2 separate regions of the Arachis hypogaea genome follow, and region 1 is linked to region 2. A link is a contact called in public Hi-C data. All regions are on one chromosome and are shown on one strand. Each heading gives the region's core, a stretch centred on a gene start, on an enhancer-like site or on the middle of the called end of the contact. The rest is flanking DNA. Distances are from core to core; before and after follow the strand shown.

Region 1 (4,010 bases), core at 48-2,547, 150 kb before region 2:
GTCTATTAAAGGTTAAAAATTGAATCGCTTGGATATTATGAATGAAGTCAATTTTATTTAAAGGATTAAGTACGATTTTGGTCCATATGATTTAGGTAAAAAATTTTATTCATTTTTAACCTTTTTTTGTATTTAAATTTGTCCCTAAGGTTCAACTTGATTTTAAAATTATCTTTTTTACCTAAATCTTAAAATGTTGGACTAAATTATCCCTAACAAAAATATTATAAAACTAAAAAAAAGAACAAAAAAAAGAGGAAGAAAAGTTGCACTAGAGAAAAAGAGAGATGCACGGAAAAAGAAGTAGAAGAAGAAAGGGGAGGAAGAGAGAAAGAGAATATGGCAGTGCCCAAAACCGCCCCCACCGCCGCATCTTCGCCACTCTCTTCGATGAGATAGAGGAATGGAGAGAGAGAGGGGGGGGAGAGAGAGCACGCGCGCTCCAAAACAGAAACAACGATTCAAGAATCAAAAGGAGAGATATGGGGAAAGAGGAAGGTGGCGACGATACCGGCGAGGGAGGACGTCACACGCCCCTGTCACCGTTTTTGCCTCCTCAAGACAACACAGCTCATCATTGTCCCTGCTTTTGCGCTACCGGACTCTGATCGTGCCTCTCTTTCTGCCACTTCGCCACCAATATTGTCATGCATTTACTTCTTGTCATTCTTGTTGTGCTGTTCTGCTATGGTCGTCAAGCTGCTTTTCGTCCTTGTCGTGGTATTTTTCGTAGTGCTTTTCGGTCTCGGTCATTTTGCTTTATTTTTCGATCTCGTCGTACTGTTCTATTTTCTTTTTTCTCTCTTTTCTTTGTTTTCTCTCTTATTTTCTTTTGCTTTTTCTAAGTATTTGATGTGTGTGTAGTTAGATGAGAATAGAGATGAATGACATTGTTGTTTTTTATTGGTGTAACAAAGAACTCTCTGCTTCTTTCATAATGATATTATCTCAGCCACTGTTACTGTCCATCAAGTATTTAATTAAATGGACTGCAACAATATATAGTAAAAAAAATGGTGAAAAGGTGAGAGAAGAAGGTTATTTTAGTCCAAAAAATAATTTTAAAATCAAGTTGAACCTTAAGTATAAATTTAAATGCAAAAAAATTAGAAATAAACAAAATTTTCAGCCTAAATTATATGAACCAAGATCGTACTTAACCCTCACAACAAAAAATCATACTTAACCCATATTTAAATCAAAACCAACGGACACAATAATTCTCGTTAAAAAAAAAATTGCATACAAATTACCAAATTAAAGTATCAAAGAAAAAGTAAAGAATCATTGGAAACTGAGAATGGCATATTCGACCTCAAATCGAATAATGATGACTAGATTCACCTCAGGCCTCAGCACAACACTTTTCTTTCTTGAAACATTTAAATATCTACAAGGAAAAAATATATATGTAGTTTATAAAAAAACAACAAAAAAATATTTTGTTCGTGTATGTAACAAACGTCCCCACCATTTTTGTGTATATAAAGACAAGTGCTTCATCACTTTGCTACATCAATCTTAAAAGGCATTTCTCTTATCTCCTCTCTCTTCTGACACTGCTTCTTTCTTCTTCTTCAGTGCTTCTTCTTCCTCGTATCTGTAGACAAAGGTAATAATTAAGAACCGTATATATCATAGCATAGGATTTTATTATTCATTATTCATCATGGGGTCATGCAAAGATCCCCTTTTTTTCCTTTTCATAACTCAATTTGTATGAACATTTTTATTTATTTTTTGTCCATGTTACACGTGTCATGCAGATATCAAATTGTAGATGTCAACGTCTCCTTAAGTTCCTTATTATTTGGGGGGGTTTGTTTGGATTAAGAATCTATGGATGTTCTTTTGATTAGCCCCTTGGTTTTAGCTTCATTGATTTGGCTCTGTGCTTTCTCATAATTTTTTAATATGATGCTGTTGTGTGTTTCTATGGGTTTTGGTTCTCGTTTTGATCATTGTTTGAGACCCTTTTTAAATGGTGTTTTGTGAATACTCAACAGAGTGAAACGACATAGAGAGAAACAGAGAGAAAGCAAAAATGGCGAATAGGAATTTGGAGAAGATGGCATCAATTGATGCACAGTTGAGGCAATTGGCACCAGCAAAAGTGAGTGAGGATGATAAGCTTATTGAGTATGATGCTCTTCTTTTGGATCGCTTCCTTGATATTCTTCAAGATTTACATGGTGAAGATCTCAGAGAAACGGTAAGTTTAAAGTTTCTTTTTTTTGTGTCAATTCTCAAACCCTATCACTGATTTCATTTCATGATCAACGTTTTGATATGTTTTGGTTATTATTTCAATGTTTTTGTTTGGTGATCAAATTTCTATTATGTGGGATACTATGGTTGGGTCCATTATTGGTTTTGAAAAACATTTAAGGAAATAAGGCCTTCTATTAGAGGAAATCTTAGAGTAAGAAAGGGAAAATCACAGAATATATGATCAATTTTTCTTTTCTAGATTCTGTTATATTGAAATTCTCTTAATATTATGAGCTGGAAAACTGTTTCACAGTGATGGTACTAAAATTGTTCATCTTGTGAAGGTTCAAGAAGTGTATGAGCTTTCTGCTGAGTATGAAGGCAAGCATGATCCTAAGAAACTTGAAGAACTTGGCAAAGTGATAACCAGTTTAGATGCCGGGGACTCTATCGTCGTAGCGAAGTCCTTCTCACATATGCTTAACCTTGCCAACTTAGCGGAAGAAGTTCAGATTGCTCATCGCCGAAGGAACAAGTTGAAGAAGGGTGATTTTGTGGATGAGAACAATGCAACCACTGAATCAGACATTGAAGAAACTCTCAAGAAACTTGTATTGAACCTGAAGAAGTCCCCTCAGGAAGTTTTCGATGCGCTGAAGAACCAGACAGTTGATCTGGTTCTTACTGCTCATCCTACTCAATCCATTCGTAGATCATTGCTTCAAAAGCATGGAAGGTTTGTATCAAAATATAGTTTCGCTGCTATATTCTTCAATTTTATTCATTTTATTTGTTTTGACATTGATTTCTCCATTTTGGATGCTTTCTTCAGGATCCGGAATTGTTTATCTCAGCTGTACGCCAAAGACATCACTCCTGATGATAAGCAGGAGCTTGATGAGGCTCTGCAGAGGGAGGTAAGTGACGAAATCATTCGAATCTTTCTCTTATTTCGGTTCTTGTTAGATAGAATGTTGGAGTTCTAAACTATCTATAATCTTCAATTGCACCTTTAGATATGAAATTACAATATTCGCACTTAACTGGTAATTCATATGCTATCTGATCTTTTCCACTAGAACAGGACAAGTACATTTCAGCAATACAAACTAGAAAGCAATCTTGGTGATTTCTTTTTCTTTCTTAATTTGTGTACTTTTATAGTACTGAAAATATACTCCTACATATTTATTCAATCAAGAATATAGACAATGGTATCAAGTGCTTCATTCTTTATAATTCCAAGATTTTTTCTTTTTGAAAGAAAGAGCGAGCTCAACACTTATAGTGGAGCTTATTACAAATGAAGAATTAAAAAAGAAACAAAGACAACTAAAGTAATTCCAAGATTCATTTCTTACATGGTGAAGCATTTTTATTAATCATCGGTGTTTGAAGTTGTTCTGCAGAGAATTATATCTCCGATAAGCTTCTTATGTAACCTTTGTTTGTGTAGATTCAAGCTGCATTTCGAACGGACGAAATCAGGAGAACTCCTCCAACACCACAAGATGAGATGAGAGCAGGAATGAGCTACTTCCACGAAACAATTTGGATGGGCGTGCCGAAATTTCTGCGTCGGCTCGACACAGCTTTGAAGAACATAGGGATAAATGAGCGTGTACCTTACAATGCTCCTCTTATTCAATTCTCATCTTGGATGGGTGGTGATCGCGATGGTATGATCTTAATTGTTGCAAGAAACATTCTCTCAATGTACATTAAAAATGGAAGGGTCAGCATATAATTCATGTTTGATATGATGATTCAGGTAATCCGAGAGTGACTCCTGAAGTGAC
Region 2 (4,002 bases), core at 1,471-3,970:
TTCGTTCTGCAGTTTTTGTCTTTCTCTATTTCTTTTCAATGAAAAAAGGCATTATGTGAGAAATTAGAAAAAGCCATTAAGAGAAAAGACAAAGAGAAATCTTGGAGAAATATTAGAAAATTATTTTAATCTCTTTTGAATGTATTTCTGCTTTTTATTCATGATCCTGAGAGGATTCCCTTGCTATGTTGGGTGAGCACTTAGTGGTTGGAAGTCTAGGAGTGAACCTAGCCAAATTAAGCTTGGGTAGAAGCTTGGTTTGTCCCAGATAGAATTGGTTAGAATCCTAGAAAATTGGTGATTATAATCTTTGTAAAAGATAGTAAAAATTCCACCACAGTTGTAGTAGAGATGGGATGTATGCCATATTGTACATGGTGGTTGAACCACGATACATTGCTATGTCGTTTTCTCATCTGTGCTCTATCTCTATTTTCATTCAATATGAGATAAAATAAAATTGTCTCCTACTTTATCTATCCCACAAAAGTCACAGTAACTCAGAGTATCCAAAAGTAACGAGTTTGCACAATTCCATATCCATCGTGAAGAGACAAAACAAAATTATCTCCTGTGATATCAACTTGGCAGACTCAACATCCACTCAGTTCTTATTCTAGTTTGAAGTAGAAGTGAAAAGTTAAAAAAGAAGTCATAGATTCAACCCCCTTTTTTAGGCCATTGATAACCTTTAGAACCCATGAAATTTGAACTCTTCCTACCTCCAAGACGTCGTTGAGATGTTGAAGACTGCTCTGCATCACTCATGGTTTCCTTCTTCTCCTACGGTTAGCTTCTTCTATTAGGTTTAGAAATGGAAATACTCCCCAGACACAGCGTCGTTTTGGTGATTCGACAAAGGCTTCATTGTTCTAATCTAATGGTTATAGTCTACGTCGGAGAAGTAATGCCACGTTATATAGCTCAATGTGACATGTCATCAAATCTGTCAAGACTTGCCAAAGAATTTAACAAAAGGGTTCATATGTCTAACAGAGACGAAAGATAAGGGTCGGGTTATCATTTTTCACTCGATAGGATACAGGTTGTCTAAAATGAAAATAGACAGGAGTCGGTAAGGGATTTTACTCTTCTTTTGTTAAAATATTAAGAGTTACAAATTTAAAATAAAAAATTTTGACATAATTAAAATTTATTACTATATATATTCTCTTCCTCAAATTTTATTAGAATTTTATATTGAACGTGTTATAAAATAAATAAATAAATAAATGAAGTGGATATAGAAATAAACCAAAGAGAAAAAGAGATTTTATTAATACTCTTTAATATATGTATCTCGTTATGATTAAGATTTTATAATACACTCTCAATAATATACTCAACACACTCACATTGTCTTTGCTTTGTGTCATTATGCTTTAATTCAATACATATCTTACTTTTCGAAAGGCTTTTTACAAGCATTAATAAGTTGCCTCTTTTTAAATGACATCCACCTAAAAACGATATTATAACATAGGGGTGTCCTATGGTGCTGAAATTTGATTTTTTTCAGCAAGTGTTGAAATGAGTTAGCTATATGAAAAATCTGACTCGTGAAGGTTTTGCTGCTGGAAGAAAAAGTAGCAACTGAGATGATGCAAGGATTGCAGTAAGTTGTCGAATGGAGCAGGCGTAATTGCAAAATGGCACAATTAGTATATAGTAATGTATTTTTAATTTTGGTTACAACTGAATTGGTCCTTTTGTTGGGGTTGGACTTTTTTTTTTGGGTATAAAGATGGCCTTTGATTGCTAGAAGACTTTTTAAAGGGTATTAGAATGTTTTTCAAAAATAAAAAAAAGGACAATAAGCATAAGACCCTAATAATAATAATGTAGCTGAAAAAACTTAATGAGTTAGGATTTGATTGAGCCACTTGCTTATTGTGATTATACTAGTCTGGAAGCTTCATCTGGAAGGATTGGTTGAAGTTTAGAGGAGTAGGCTAGTAGAAAGGAATATCGAATCTTAGACGGAGACAGGGAAAGCAAGTTGAGCAGATAAGTATTCAACCACGAATGATGACTTCACGGGAAACTATATCAAAATAACTATATGATCTCTTTTATATGATCTTTTTCGATATTTTACCTTCCATCGACAATTCAAAATAACTATATCAACTCTTATTATATGATCTCACGTTACTAACTTTATTTTTCATTAAAAAGATAGTAAAAATACTTCATTTTTCAACGAAAACACAATAAATATACATAGTTCTTGCTTTATCGTAACATTACTACAACAATTTATACTATCAAAATACTTTTCATAGTATTAATATGATAAAATTTCTTTTCTTCTAAATATTCAGGACAACCTAGTTTATACCTTACCATCAGTTATTTATCTCTTTTTTTTTAACACTTAATAGCATATAAAAAATTACCATACACATTTCAAATACTAAATCCATTACACGGTCCAAATCTTCATCCTTTATTTATACATTCGAATTTATTCAAACCTTTTCTTTTTTGTTTTGGTTCAACTTTCTTCTTGATAGGATCGACAAAATTCCAACTAGTGAAATTTTCATAAATTTAGTTCGATAAGCCTAAAATCCACCTTTATTGCCAAAAAGAGTCCATTGCAACAAAAAAATCCAACCCAACCACCTAATCACCATTAACAATAGATTAGTGCAGCTACAATTTTTCATGTTTAATCAACAACTCTTTGCACAAACTAAAACGAGTCAACTTCTTGTCTATGCGGAGAGCACCAACGCGTACACGCGTCTTCCGTCAGGTAACTCCACCTCATTTTAGCACATGCTAAACCTTTAACCTAGAAGCACGCTAGCATTTAGGGGTGTTCATGTATCGGATCCGATTCGTATATTCGTATTGTTTATCCAAATTCGATCTAAAAATTACGGCTATGAATCTGATCCGTAAGGTTATCGGATCCAACCGATCCACACACTAATAAATCGGATTACGAATTTTGTATATGTATCTGCATATCCGCTTATCCCCCAAAATAAAAAAATAAATAAGTAAATATTTTTTTATGTTTTGTTTCAACTAATAATTATCATATATATTGCATTATTTTAATTTATTATTCAAAAAAAGTATGTTTAATATTATTTTTAAAATAAACATATTTAAAAGAATAGAAAAAATAAACTTTATTGATTTGTTTTGATAAAAATAAACTTTTAAAAATATTTTTGTGTTTTGCGGAAATATCGTATCCAATCCAATCCGCAAATGTACGGGTCAGATTGGATCCAAGCTTAAAAAGCTACAGATATTGGATCCGACCCGATCCGATGATTTTAGTGTGGATCAGATCAAAATTTTATATCTTTTTTATTCTAAAAAAATGTTTATAGATTAAAAATAGGGTGAATACCCATTTCTGCCCTTGATAATTTTTTTGAAAGACTTTGAGGCTCCCGACAAAAACAATACCCTTTTCGGCCCTTAATATTCTACTTCGTGGGACTGATTAGCCACTATGTTAATGATATCTCTTCAAAACATACTTATGTGACACGTTAATCACTAATATATCCTCTATTTAATTTTATAAAAAAAATAATTTAAAAATCACTAATATTTCTTAGTTTTACACCGTAAATTTAGCTAATATATTTGAAAAAGTAACAAAAAATATTAAAAAAAAAACAAAACGGCCTTAACAATTATCCTTAAAAGACAACGAAACTCCCAACAAAAAAGAATTTGTCAATTTTAGTTGGCTCTTAATGAATAAATCAATAGTTTAACATGTCATGTAGGCTTATTTCGTTAATACAGAGAGAAAATATTAATAGAGGAGCTAATCAGTCTTATAGAAGTAAAGTTTAGGGGCTAGAAAGGATTTTTTTTTTAGGACCTCATTGACTTTCGAGATACTTGTTAGAGGCCGTTTAAGATTTTTTTTTTTCTTTCTTGAAAATATAGTTATAATATGTGACTAACAATTGATATATAAATGAATGATGCTTTACAAATTATAAATTATAAATTTTAGAATGC

What was found. A called contact is a pair of places that touch in the nucleus more often than the background predicts.
Region 1: a Hi-C map of leaf shows a contact between it and region 2, with 1.8 times the contacts expected there. The contact joins the promoter of LOC112771402 here to the enhancer-like site in region 2. A contact is called at or near these places in 2 of 8 Hi-C or Micro-C datasets (both in leaf).

What each region holds. Positions count from the first base shown.
Region 1 is chr18:29,482,081-29,486,090 of arahy.Tifrunner.gnm2.J5K5, reverse strand. It overlaps LOC112771402 (phosphoenolpyruvate carboxylase), which reads left to right and starts at 1,297. Exons shown (of 11, transcript XM_025816131.3): 1 at 1,297-1,612; 2 at 2,007-2,212; 3 at 2,556-2,947; 4 at 3,044-3,128; 5 at 3,668-3,890; 6 at 3,983-4,010. The coding sequence starts at 2,045.
Region 2 is chr18:29,330,714-29,334,715 of arahy.Tifrunner.gnm2.J5K5, reverse strand. No RefSeq gene overlaps it. Among protein-coding and RNA genes, the nearest start is that of LOC140181155, 35 kb to the right of the region's middle. Within about 2 kb of position 2,720, at least 3 of the 3 cell types and tissues checked have open chromatin away from gene starts, as enhancers often do.